Linked DNA regions of Sus scrofa: region 1 is linked to region 2. A link is a contact called in public HiChIP or PLAC-seq data. All regions are on one chromosome and are shown on one strand. The core of a region is the stretch at or near the end of the contact, and the rest is flanking DNA. Distances in the headings are between cores, read along the strand shown.

What was found. HiChIP or PLAC-seq counts read pairs in DNA pulled down with a chosen protein or histone mark.
Region 1: an H3K27ac HiChIP or PLAC-seq map of skeletal muscle shows a contact between it and region 2, with 8 times the contacts expected there. The contact joins two enhancer-like sites. A contact is called at or near these places in 7 of 47 Hi-C or Micro-C datasets (embryonic fibroblasts, epiblast stem cells, fetal skeletal muscle and 3 more) and 1 of 2 datasets of contacts at active chromatin or transcription factors (skeletal muscle).

The regions. Positions count from the first base shown.
Region 1 is chr2:102,955,916-102,961,572 of Sscrofa11.1, forward strand. The region is part of intron 6 of LOC106508433 (a long non-coding RNA gene); the gene reads left to right. Among named protein-coding and RNA genes, the nearest start is that of PCSK1, 92 kb to the right of the region's middle. Within about 2 kb of position 2,961, at least 14 of the 83 cell types and tissues checked have an H3K27ac peak or open chromatin away from gene starts, as enhancers often do. A contact at or near this core is called in skeletal muscle, where this site is marked.
Region 2 is chr2:102,263,987-102,269,984 of Sscrofa11.1, forward strand. It overlaps SPATA9 (spermatogenesis associated 9), which reads right to left. Exons shown (of 5, transcript NM_001177924.1): 4 at 98-193. Among named protein-coding and RNA genes, the nearest start is that of SPATA9, 20 kb to the right of the region's middle. Within about 2 kb of position 3,710, at least 31 of the 83 cell types and tissues checked have an H3K27ac peak or open chromatin away from gene starts, as enhancers often do. A contact at or near this core is called in skeletal muscle, where this site is marked.

The sequences.
Region 1 (5,657 bases), core at 1,711-4,210, 690 kb after region 2:
AGTCATTCTGAAGCTTCACTTGACAGTATCATGAAAGCTTTTCCTTTCAGTCAAAGCTAATGGAAATACTATATGAGAGGAATGGTGCAAAATTAGTTTGTGAGTGTCCAAGAATTCTTTTATGAATTAATAACATAAAGCATAGTACACTTTGTACTCTCCACACAGGATTCTCTTCTGAGGAGGGGAAGCCCATTATTTATAGGTACGTGGACCCTGGAGTGACCTTGGGAAACATGAACAACCCATAGTTACTCAACATTGGCAGCAGAATGAGGACATCTTCTATGCCTATCTTCTGTACCTCTGATCCATGCCTGATTATTGCTTCTTCTGATTCTCTGCATGTTGCAGTGATAAAATACAAGATCACGAAGTGAACTTAAAAGTCATCTAGGACAATGTTTTGTTTTCTTTGCCTTTCTTTTCTCTTTTTATGGCTGCACCTGCAGCATATGAAAGTTCCCAGGCTAGGGTCAAATCAGAGCTGCAGCTAGGGCCTATACACAGCCACAGCAACATGGGATCCAAGGCACATATGCAATCTACACCAAAGCTGATAGCAATGCCAGATCCTTAACCCTGAGCTAGGCCAGGGATCAAACCTGCATCCTCACAGAGAAAACGTCGGGTCCTTAACACTCTGAGCCACAATGGTTGTTAACAATAGTTTTTATCCAAATAAAAATTATGGATTCTTTACCCAGAAAAGTGAAATTATATATTTACCACATCTAAATTTGTTTTGAGAACTTTTAATGTTGCTCTTATAGAATCTGTGTATTTCAGGTTAGGATCCATGACTCAGCAGTCCCACCACTCTATTCACATGTGGGGAAACTGAGCACCAGGCAGATGCAGTGACTTTCCCCAGAAGAGAAACCTTTCCATCATAAATTGGAGAGACTCGAACTCAGTTCTACTTTCTCCACTTCTAGTTCTCTTCTTGTTCTTTGAGTGTCAGATTATATGCCTCCTTCTCCTTTCCAGTCTTGCATGCAGAACATCATAAAACCAAACCGTAGGAGAGTAGGTAGGAAAATTTGACAGAAGTGGAATTTTGTAGGATCTCTCACTTCTAAACCACACAACCGGGAGATGCAGGCAGGGACTACACCAAATATATTAATGGCCTTGGCTAACGTGTTGAAAATTTTCAGTTCTTTTAGCCAGGATATCAAATCATTCATGTTTTTATTTTTCAACTGGATCAATCAACTTGTGGTCTCTTGTAGCTTATTCTCCTTATTTATATATATGTGTGTGTATATATAAATATGTATATATATATATATACACATAATCACTAAATGGGTCTAACTCTTCTTGCTTTTATTTATCTTCTTCTGAAAGAAACTAGCTGAAATAAAGGTCAGAGTTTAAGGAAATTGTTTCATTGACAACATTAAATATTTACTAAATTTCAGCTTTTTCCCGGCACTGAACCAAGTTACTATCTCTGCCTGGTGGGTATGTAGATAAAAATGTCACCAAGGAAGGCTTTTCAATGCAGAGATTACTATGGATTAAATCCTCGTCTAACTGGTTTTGCTTTTACAGCCTTAACTGATGAAGAAATGACAAGGAAAGATGAGGGTATAACCATTCATGGACCAACATTTGTCTTATATCACAAATTGTGAAAATTAATGTGGCCTTCTTATTTGGCATTCAGCATGTCATTGGAAGAAGAAGGAACAGTCACTCCTCATACTTGGCTGTTTCTTTTGAAGGAGGCCTTTGTTTGGAACCAGAAGCCCTTCATGGCTTTCCTAATCACCAGCTCTGTGATGTAGAATAAAAGAGGCTCCAGAGAGTTCCCACTGGTGTGCTGTGGGTTAAGAAACCGACTATAGCAGCTCAGGTGGCTGTGGAGGTGTGCTTCCTATCCCCAGCCTGATGCAGTGGGTTAAAAAACTGGCATTGCTGCAGATATGGTGTAGGTTTCAGCTGCAGTTTGATTCAGTCCCTGGCCCTAAAACTTCCATATGCCTCAGGTGTGTCCATTAAAAACAAACAAACAAACAAACAAAAAAGAGTGAGAGATGTGATATGGGAAAATAAAATGTTCCTGTCTGGAAAGTTTAAACAAGAGAGCAATACAGATCCAGCCCCCCACCCCACCAAACAAAAACAAATCTCCAGGGTATCCACACAGGGCAGGAAAATTCACACCATTTATTATAACATGATGCTTCAAATCTTGCATTTCTCCATCACGGTTACGGTGAGGTTGCAGCTGACATTGCTCCTTGTTGGGAAGATCCTGGTCAGGGTTTCCCAGATGTGGGGCTGTTATATATCACTTTCATTATTTTTGTCAGGATAATTTTCTCTAAGTTGACTCCATATTTGTTTAAACTGGACTCAATTTTCCATCATAAACAGAAAACTAATATTCTTTGTTAGAACCAATGGGTGACTGCAAAAATAAACACATAACTATTAAAATGAAAATTCTTGTGCACCCTTAAAGTTATTTTGAAAAACAGAGCACTTTTGCCCTCCCTCGAGGTCCCCTGGTCTCGAACATCCTGGAGACTGAAGTGTAGGTCTCAGCTTGGGGATGGCAATGGTAGGGAACTCTAGGAATGACAGTGATGGAATGGTTTTATTTCTAGAAGAGCCTGTCCAGCCTGTTTTCTCCCTCCCCACCTAGCTTGGCCTCCAGGCTTGGGCCTCGTGTGTGCCGTCAGCTTCAGCTGCATGGTTCCTTTTTGGCCACCAGCTCTCACACTGTAGATTTCTGCTTTGGTCCTTGTTGTTTGGCCTTTCTCTCCTCAAGGACCTGGGGGCGTGGGGTGCCAATTTTATAGGGGAAGCCCCAGTCTTTTTATAGCTTCTCTCCCGGCCATTCCTTGATTCCATTAATATCCCATCAGCTAAGTACAGAGTGCAGCTCTCCCTCATCCTTCCTCAGTGTGAAGCGTGACCCAGTTAACGGGAGGTAGGAGCATAGGGTTCCCTGGCCTCTGTCAGTGCTTCCAGAGCTCAGCGTGCGCCGGAGTTAGAGTGACCTGGACAGTGTGTTCTTGGTGGGGATTTTCACACAGGGAGGCTTTTGCTGTTTTCTGCACAGTCAGAGGAGGAGCTGTGTGTTTGGAAAGGGAGCTTGGAAAAAGAAAAACCAGAATGAGCAGGCTTTTCCTGTTGATTTGGACTCCCTAGGTGTGTGGGCAAGTCCCAGCACCACTCAGAGACCTCAGTTCCCTCCTGTGTGAGGGGAGAGACTAAAGGAATGAAAGCCCGAGGGCCTTCTCAGTGCTGGGATTCTGCAGTCCCCTTCCTCCTTTCCTGAGCCAGAGCATCGGCCTTCTGCTGTCAGCTGGGGCCAGAAACTAGGCCCAAAGCTGAGGTGCCTTTGTCCTGCTGCTGGAGGGCAACTGTGGGAAGGAAGCTGGATGAACCTAGCTGCCCTCATCTTTGGGTGAAATGTGACATCAGGGCAACCTCTGTGCAGTGTAATAGCGGTAGGTGAGGGGTGCCGGCAGCACAGTCGTCAGCAGGGGATGCTGGATAGGGTGGCTGCTCTGATGATAGAATGAATGAGAGTAAACAGTCTGAAGCACTGTGATGCTGTGTGTTCTTAAATACCACCCTTAGCCTCTCTGAGTTTTACTTATTCTCATCTGCAAAATATATGTATGGAAGAGACACAGGAGAGCCTAGACCTGAAAGTTCAGCAGCTCTCTTCCAATATCAACATTCTTTGATTCCATGTTTCTAAAGACTCTATACTTAAAAATGGTATTATGGGAGTTCCCGTTGTGGCTCAGCAGTAACGAACCTGACTAATATCCACGAGGACACACGTTTGACCTCTGGCCTCGCTCAGTCGGTTAAGGATCTGGTGTTGCCGTGAATTGTGGTGTATGTAGGACGCAGATAAAGAAAAAAAAAAAAAAACTGATTTTATGTGTCTCAAACCCTCAACTCAACATCCATTCCATATTCTCCTCACTTTTAGCAAATTTTCTCTCTGCTTTGTCAAGAAGATAGTGGTGAACTGGGGATGAAGTTTCTCAGATGATGCTGAGGTGCAAGAAATACCATATGGCACTTTTTAAGAAATTTAAGTTCAAAATTCTCTCTCAAGAGCTGCGATGCTCAGTAGCAGTCATTGTTGGAGCTCCTTCCCTCTAGGGGCTGTCATGAATCCAGGGAGGATTGCTTAGCCCAGGAAATTTGGGAAGAGATCTGCCTTCTCTAAGCACTATCGTGGTCACAGTTTTTGTTTATTATCTGGGCCCAAATGGTCCATTGTAGGCTGGAAGCTCTATTTCCCCTACTCCACCCCTGGCCTGACTCAGGCAAGGTGGCCAGGTTGTCATGTCTTGGGAGCTCAGGACCCCTCACGACCATAAGCCACCTCTTCAGAGAGCCTGCCATCTTCACAGGACTGATTCAAGGAACTTCCTTGCTTTGAGGCACTTGTACATCCTGCTCCCACTGGCTCCTTTCTCCATTCCAGGAAGATCACCTCCAGGGCCTCACACTTACCTTCTTCAGCTTCAGTACCAGTTCTGCCTACTCTTATCTCAGCTATGGACCCGGTTACACAGTAGGGAGTTTAACGACCATGTGGAGAATCTCAGTTAAACACTTAAAGGAAAAGGCTGGGAAGGAGTCACCATCCTAGTATCCTAGAAGCTTGCTTTCAGCCCCAGGAGTACAAAAGTCATTTCAAGTGATTCAAGGCAAGACCAGGAAACACAACACAAAGGCCGACTTGTTCATTCGTTGGAAACTGCTACAATAATAAGAGCAATAAGTGATATCTTTATAATGGATTTTCCTGCTACAAAACAATTAAGCATGACCTTCCCGCATCTCTTGGCTCCTCCACATCCAGAAACTGAGTTGCACACCCCCCCCTCATGATCTTGCCTCAGTTTCATAAGACATGGTGCCCTCTTTTGTTCTGGGCCCACCCAGTTAGACTTGCCAAGACCAGGCGCCAAAGCTATTCTCCTTCTTGAAACATCATGCTTTCCTCTTGCAGGTGTGTGTTCCCTTCAAAGTATAAGCTTATTAGTTTCCCTCCCATTCATTAAAAAAGAAATCAGAGTTCTTGTTGTGGCTCAGCGGGTTAAGAATTCGACTGGTATCCATGAGGATGCAGGTTCAATCTCTGGCCTCACTCTGTGGGTTCAGGATCTGGCATTGCTGCAAGCCGTGGCATAGGTTGCAGCTGTAGCTCTGATTCGGACCCCCCCCCACCCCAGGCTGGGAAGTTCCATATGCCACAGGTGCCGCCCTAAAGATAAAAATAAAAAAAAAAAATAAAAAGGAAATCTATCTTTGGCTTCACATGCCCCAGAAAATGTCCCATGTCTTCTTTCCTCTTATCTAAACTTTTTAAAAAAGTAATCTGTGCTCACTGTGACCACTGGGTGTGCCATTCATTCACTCTGCACCCCTGCAGTCTGGCTTGTGCTCTTGTTGAGGCCACGAGTATCCTTCTAATTACAAAATCCAATGGACATTTTCCAATCTTTGTCTTGCTATACATTTGGGGGCATTTGGCAATGTTGATTATATGTACTACTGCCCTCCAAAGTAATAGTATATTTTCCAGTTTTCTCATTCGCTTCTGTTCCTTCTTAAAGGCAAGTTTTTCTCTCTCCACCCGTCACTTACATCCTTGTGTGCCCCAG
Region 2 (5,998 bases), core at 2,460-4,959:
AAGTAGCTTGGTTTATGAATGGACTATCCAGTACATCTTTAACATTACATAAAACAAGTATATTTATTTCTAGATTCTAATAATTTTCTTAACTTACCAAATAAATTAGTGCTGCATATGAAGCATACATTATGCTAGTTAAAGCAGTCTTTGCTGGGAAAGAAATGATTTCAAACAAAGATCCCTTCCGGACCTGAAAAATCAAGAGTTTTCTTATTAAAACAAAAAAGTTTCAATGTTGTGTTACATTTTATGATGTTATTGTAAAATGAGAATTCAAATATTTATAAACTCATCTACTTTTTTTTTTTTTTTTTTTGTCTTTTTGCCTTTTCTAGGGCCGCTCCTGCAGCATATGGAGGTTTCCAGGCTAGGGTTTTAATCAGAGCTGTAGCCACAGGCCTACACCAGAGCCACAGCAACTCGGGATCCCAGTTGCGTCTGCGACCCATACCACAGCTCACAGCAACACCAGACCCTTAACCCACTGAGCAAGGCCAGGGATCAAACCCGCAACCTCATGGTTCCTAGTTGGATTTGTTAACCACTGAGCCATGATGGGAACTCCTAAACTCACCTACTTTAGACCAGAGTTTTTACACGTTCTGAAAAATATATTGCTTTTCTCCTTTACAAAAAAATACTTCCTTTTGCTAATCAAAACCTATGACAAATCTATAAAAAATCTTGCGTTTCCAAAATCTAAATCACTTTAATTTTTTACATTTACCAGGTGTGCTCACTAGAGGGTGCTACTGCATATACTAGAAAAACAATCTCTTTGTTCAAATCCATGCAGGCATCCTTTACTAAATTATTCACCTCTTCAACTGAGCAAACAGCAATCAAAATACTGAGCATTTCCTGCAGATTAATGACCTGCTTGGAAATGTTAATCATGAGACTGCTGAAGGCCAGCATTAATCTCAGATGATCATAAGCATTCAGGAAATGCTCTGTGCTCATATCCAGCATGCATTTAGAAATGTAGAGGTTTACACCAATATAGACTGTCTCTCAGATGTTTCTAGCTTTTAGAAGGTGTCCCTATCTCAACATAACAGTATAATATATTCAGCTTAAAGGGATACTGTAATATATATTCTTGTATATTATCAAATATATATTCATATCTATATTTAAGGAAACACTATAACATATTCAGATGAAGGGAACCATACTCTTATAGGCTACCTCTGTTGCTTTGAGCTATAAGGATACGAAATGAGGACATTAGGAAAAAAATTCCCTTCCCATTCAGCAGTGAAGTGGCAGTTAGCCATGCTCCCCTCAAGGGCCAATCCACTCAGAGGTTTCAGTAACTCCCAAAAGGTTCCAGCTGTAGCTAACAAAATCATGTAAATGCACACCAATTAGAAAAAACAGAATGTATGTGTTCATTAAAAGCTACACATAACATTGAAAAACTGAAATAGTGATAGCGGAATGGCTAAGCAAATTATGCTATATCCACCCAATGGTATGCTACAGCATTTTAAAGAGTGCTTCTGAAGAATGTGTGATAATATTTTACTGAGCAGGCATTTATGTGGCACTGTGTACCAAGATTTGTTCTAAGTGCTTGTTGCTGTAGCATACTGAGTTTTTGCTTACTGCTGTCACTACTGAATGAAGAACAAAATTGCCTATCCAAATTTCCCTTCTTCACTTTTAAGTGATTTCCAGAATGTTGAAGCCAAGAATACTATCTAGCCTAGTGGCTAAGAGATGGTGGGGTGAGGAAGAGGGGCGGGGAGGGGAGTTTCCCTTCTTATTCCCCACCTTTCAGGCCATATACAAAGGTATAGGTAGGGGTAGTTTTAGCCCACTCTCTCCATAAGTCAGCCTGGAAATGTTCCCAGAGTTCCTGGCCTCTGGAAAGAGTTTCCAGGAAATGAAGCAGCTGCTGTTCTTTTCCTCTTGTTGAAAGAATCGAAAGGACAGCATGCCTTTGAATCCCGCTAACAGGCTATAAGGAGACAAACATACAAGTGGGGAGCAGGCTTTCGAAAGGAAAGCAGATACACTCCAACAAAATCTCCCAGCAAAGTCAAAGATTCATGAGTTGCTGAATACATGAACATAAGTGGGAGGTCAGTATTTGATAAACGGTAAGCCATATACAATAAAAAAAAAAAATTGGTATATGCAAGCAGGAGAAATTACTCTTTCTGTTTTACTACATCTTTTTTAGATTTTTGTCCTTCACCTAAAAGTAATTAAATTGATTAGTTTCAAAATAGATATGTATTTGATATGTTATGCTTCTGAATGGTGAATCTGTATATTGCCTAAGGGTTACTTTTATACCATTTTAATGCTTTTAAAAAATACTTGCTATTCCTGTAAAAAAAACCACCCCTGAAGAAAATACATTTGCTCCAAAATTTATGTGGCTACTACTGGCTAAGTAGCCATTTTTCCATTTTATGACTCACTTTTAATACATGTTTTTCATATTATAAACCACAGTGTTTCATTCTTGGCTTGCTACAGGAACTGTATATGTTAAAAAGTGAGGTAAATTTGGTAAATGGGAGGCTTTGTCTAGATTGTTTTGGCCTATTTCACAAATTTAATCTTAAGCTGTTGTTACAAGAATTTTACATTATTTGCATTTTCAAGTTAAAAGTATTTTGATATCAATAGTATACCCATATATTCCTTTTTTGTAGTTGGTAATATTAACAAATAAGGTTATGTGGGTATTTCAACAGTAAAAGCGTTTCAATCTTTTAAGTTTCTCCCAAATAATGTTATGTTCCACTTCCCCCACATAATTTTGACTGCCTTGTCTCATAAAAGAACTATCTATAGTCATCTTCGTTTCACTAACAAAGAAATAAATCACAAAAAAAGCAAACCATAAGCTGTTTAAAAAAATAGAGATCCACCTACAGATAACCTGAAGGTTGGAGAATTACCAGGTCCAACTTAATGTTGTCCAAAACCATCCTGACGAGGGACATCAAAGGATTTATAGGAGACACTCTGCGATTCACAAATAAGTGTTGGAAGAAGCACTGACTGCTTTTATAGATCCAGGAAAAAAAAAAAAAAAAGTGTATCCTATAAGTCTGGGAGAACTACACGATCATGTCTCGCCTAGCAAGCCACAATACTCATGAAAGACTCCTAACAGTTCAGAGTAATCCTGGGGAATACTGCTCTTGAATAAGTTCTTAATCAGGTTGTCTTATAAAAGTTCGAATGTCCAAACCTCTTGGCCAACCTGCAAAAGTATGTCTTCAAGATTCGCAGGGTTCTACTTTCTAGGAATTTTCCTTTTTTCCCAGATCTTGAATTATACCATTGATGGCAGCCCCATCAAGGAGCTACAGAATTTCCTGATACTTGTGAGGTTTACAGTTTAAACCCCACACTGGAGTCTACCTTGGAGCGCTAGGGGTTGAGGAAGAAACTTTACTTAGATAAGCCTCCGGCCTTCATCCTGAAACAGGAGAACACAAGTTCACTGGGATCCATTTAAGGCATAGGCAGTTTTAAGGCTAAGAGTTTTCTCTTCCTAGCTGTCTCTTTCCTATGCCATCCAGAGTGTCTGCACAAAGTAGAAACAGATATCTCTAATGCCATTATAAGGAAGAGTCTATCACAGGAAGAGCTCCGGGTCCTGTGGCCCTGTGTGGCCTGCCAAAGTCAACAACTATGTCTGGGAGCTGACGTGTCTTGGCTGAGGTCAGCATTCAAGTGGATTATCTAGGTCACTGCAGCCCAGAACAACTGCAAGCTTCACTAAGCCAGGCAGCTCATGAGGCTAAGCAGATGCAGCATTCTGTAAGTACTAGTGCTGGGGATACTGACAACCACCAGGAAAGTTTCAGTGTTCCCTTCCTAAGGCCACTTATAGAATGAGTGGGTATATCACAATAATCTCAGCTCTGCAGAATAGGGAAGGGTTTAAGGAGCGACCTGTTTTGGCACCCATATAGCCAGGCACAAACGAAATCTCTTTTAACAAGATAGACAGTTAAACAGGCCTGACCCCAACTGCCTGTGCTCATGTCACAAGCCACTGGAATCTCTTCAGGCTATTTGTATTGGTTGAGGCTCTGGGCAGTTCATATCCGGCACAATATCATTAAATATGCTAAAATAAACAGGACATGTTGTACAGCTGAGCATGCAACCAAAACAGCCTATTTAGATTGTCAAGGGAGCTCCTGCGGCAGCATCCATTCTCTAATTATCTTGAGAAAACCAAAACTGTATACATCATCCCAGACCACATCAAAGAACTGAAACACTATCTACTTATAGGTAGTGTCCTAATGATAATGCCCCTATATCCAAGTCCTTGAGGGAAATAATCTGCCTGACTGGCATCACCAGCTACATGGTATCCAGCAGAGTCTGAGTACAACCACTTAAGGTGTTCTAGATAGAAACACACCTTTCCATCATTCACTATCCTCAGATCAGTGATTAAGATAGAACACAAGATCTCCAACACGTACCTTCTATAGGTTAACTAGGCTGCTTACTTTCCTACATGAAGCAATGCTCTCCATGCATCCACAAAGCATATCCCCTGACACAGTAATTGCAGATTTCACTCCACACCACAAAATTCCATCCTGGCACAGGCAGCCTGACAAGTCTTAAAGGAATTCATGCTGGAATCCACTCTGGGTAAGGTGAACTCTGTGCTAAGCCACTTACCTCTCAGCACACTCTGGTATCAGAGATACATTCCATTCACAGACCAATCCACTGATGTCCATCACACCTCATCCATTACTCTGTTGTTTCTTTGATTCTCCAGGCCACTGTCTTCACTATTCATACTTATATTTCTGTCCTGAGACTTTAAGACTTGAGGTGTTGTTTTCTTCCTTGCTACAACTTAGGTTCCTCTCACATACTAACCAAGAGAAGCTTCTTCCTCACTCCTAACCCTCAAGGACGCCAGAGGCTCTGACCTGGGACTATTTCCACTTATCTCACTTCAACCATATGAAACTGCTTACATTTCCTAAACAACTCATGCTCTCTTACCTCAGTGTCTTAATATACACTGTTCTGTTCCTGGAATGATTCTCCTACTTCTTCACCTGGCTAATTTTCCTTTCCGTCAAGTCTCAGATCCAGTATCAGATTCTAGAAAGCCTACACTGCCAACTCTTAGGAATTGTATGCTCCTTGTTGATGCTTCCATAGTATACCTTGCACACTTTAATCACTATGCTCTGCTGACGAGGCTTATTTGCCTATCAACCTTACAGTCCACAGGACACCTATGACTCCCTAGCACCTACACTCATTATTTTAACAAGTCAAATTTTCAGTAAATATTTACTAAGTAAATGAAAAAGTAGAATTACACCTCATTTCCCCAAAGAAATTTAACCATCTTATAATTTGTAAAAGTATATTAAGAAGTAAAGTTGAAGGACATCTGGTTCCAGCAACATGGCAAAATGAGCTAGTGAAGAACCTTTCACATCAAAAAACAAACAAACAAAAAAAAAAAACTAGAGATTTCATATAAAATCAACCCCTGAAAATTTAATATAAAATTGAATTTATAAAACATGAAAAGAAGGAAGGAAGGAAAGAATCCACACACACCCCATATCAGGAACAAACTGGGAACTATAAGCCAAGCAGTAAGTGTGAACTAATGTCCCAGGAACTCTGGGGAGGTTACTAGACCCTGAAATAATGGCTGGGGGCTTGAATTCTAATAAAGAGACTGGATATGAGACCTGGATGTACAAGAGGTGAGGATCAGGCCTTTGCAGACTCCAAATTCAGTAAAAGGGGAACTAGAATAATTGCACCTACCAGTCCAGAAAGAAAGGAAGGAAGCTGGTCTCTACCAGGGACAGATACCTCTGGAGCAAAGGAACAGTTATACCACCAAGGCCAGAAGGTATTTCTATTTTTATTTTTATTTTTATTTATTTATTTATTTATTTATTTTGTCTTTTATCTTTATAGGGCAGCACCCGCGGCATATGGAGGTTCCCAAGCTAGG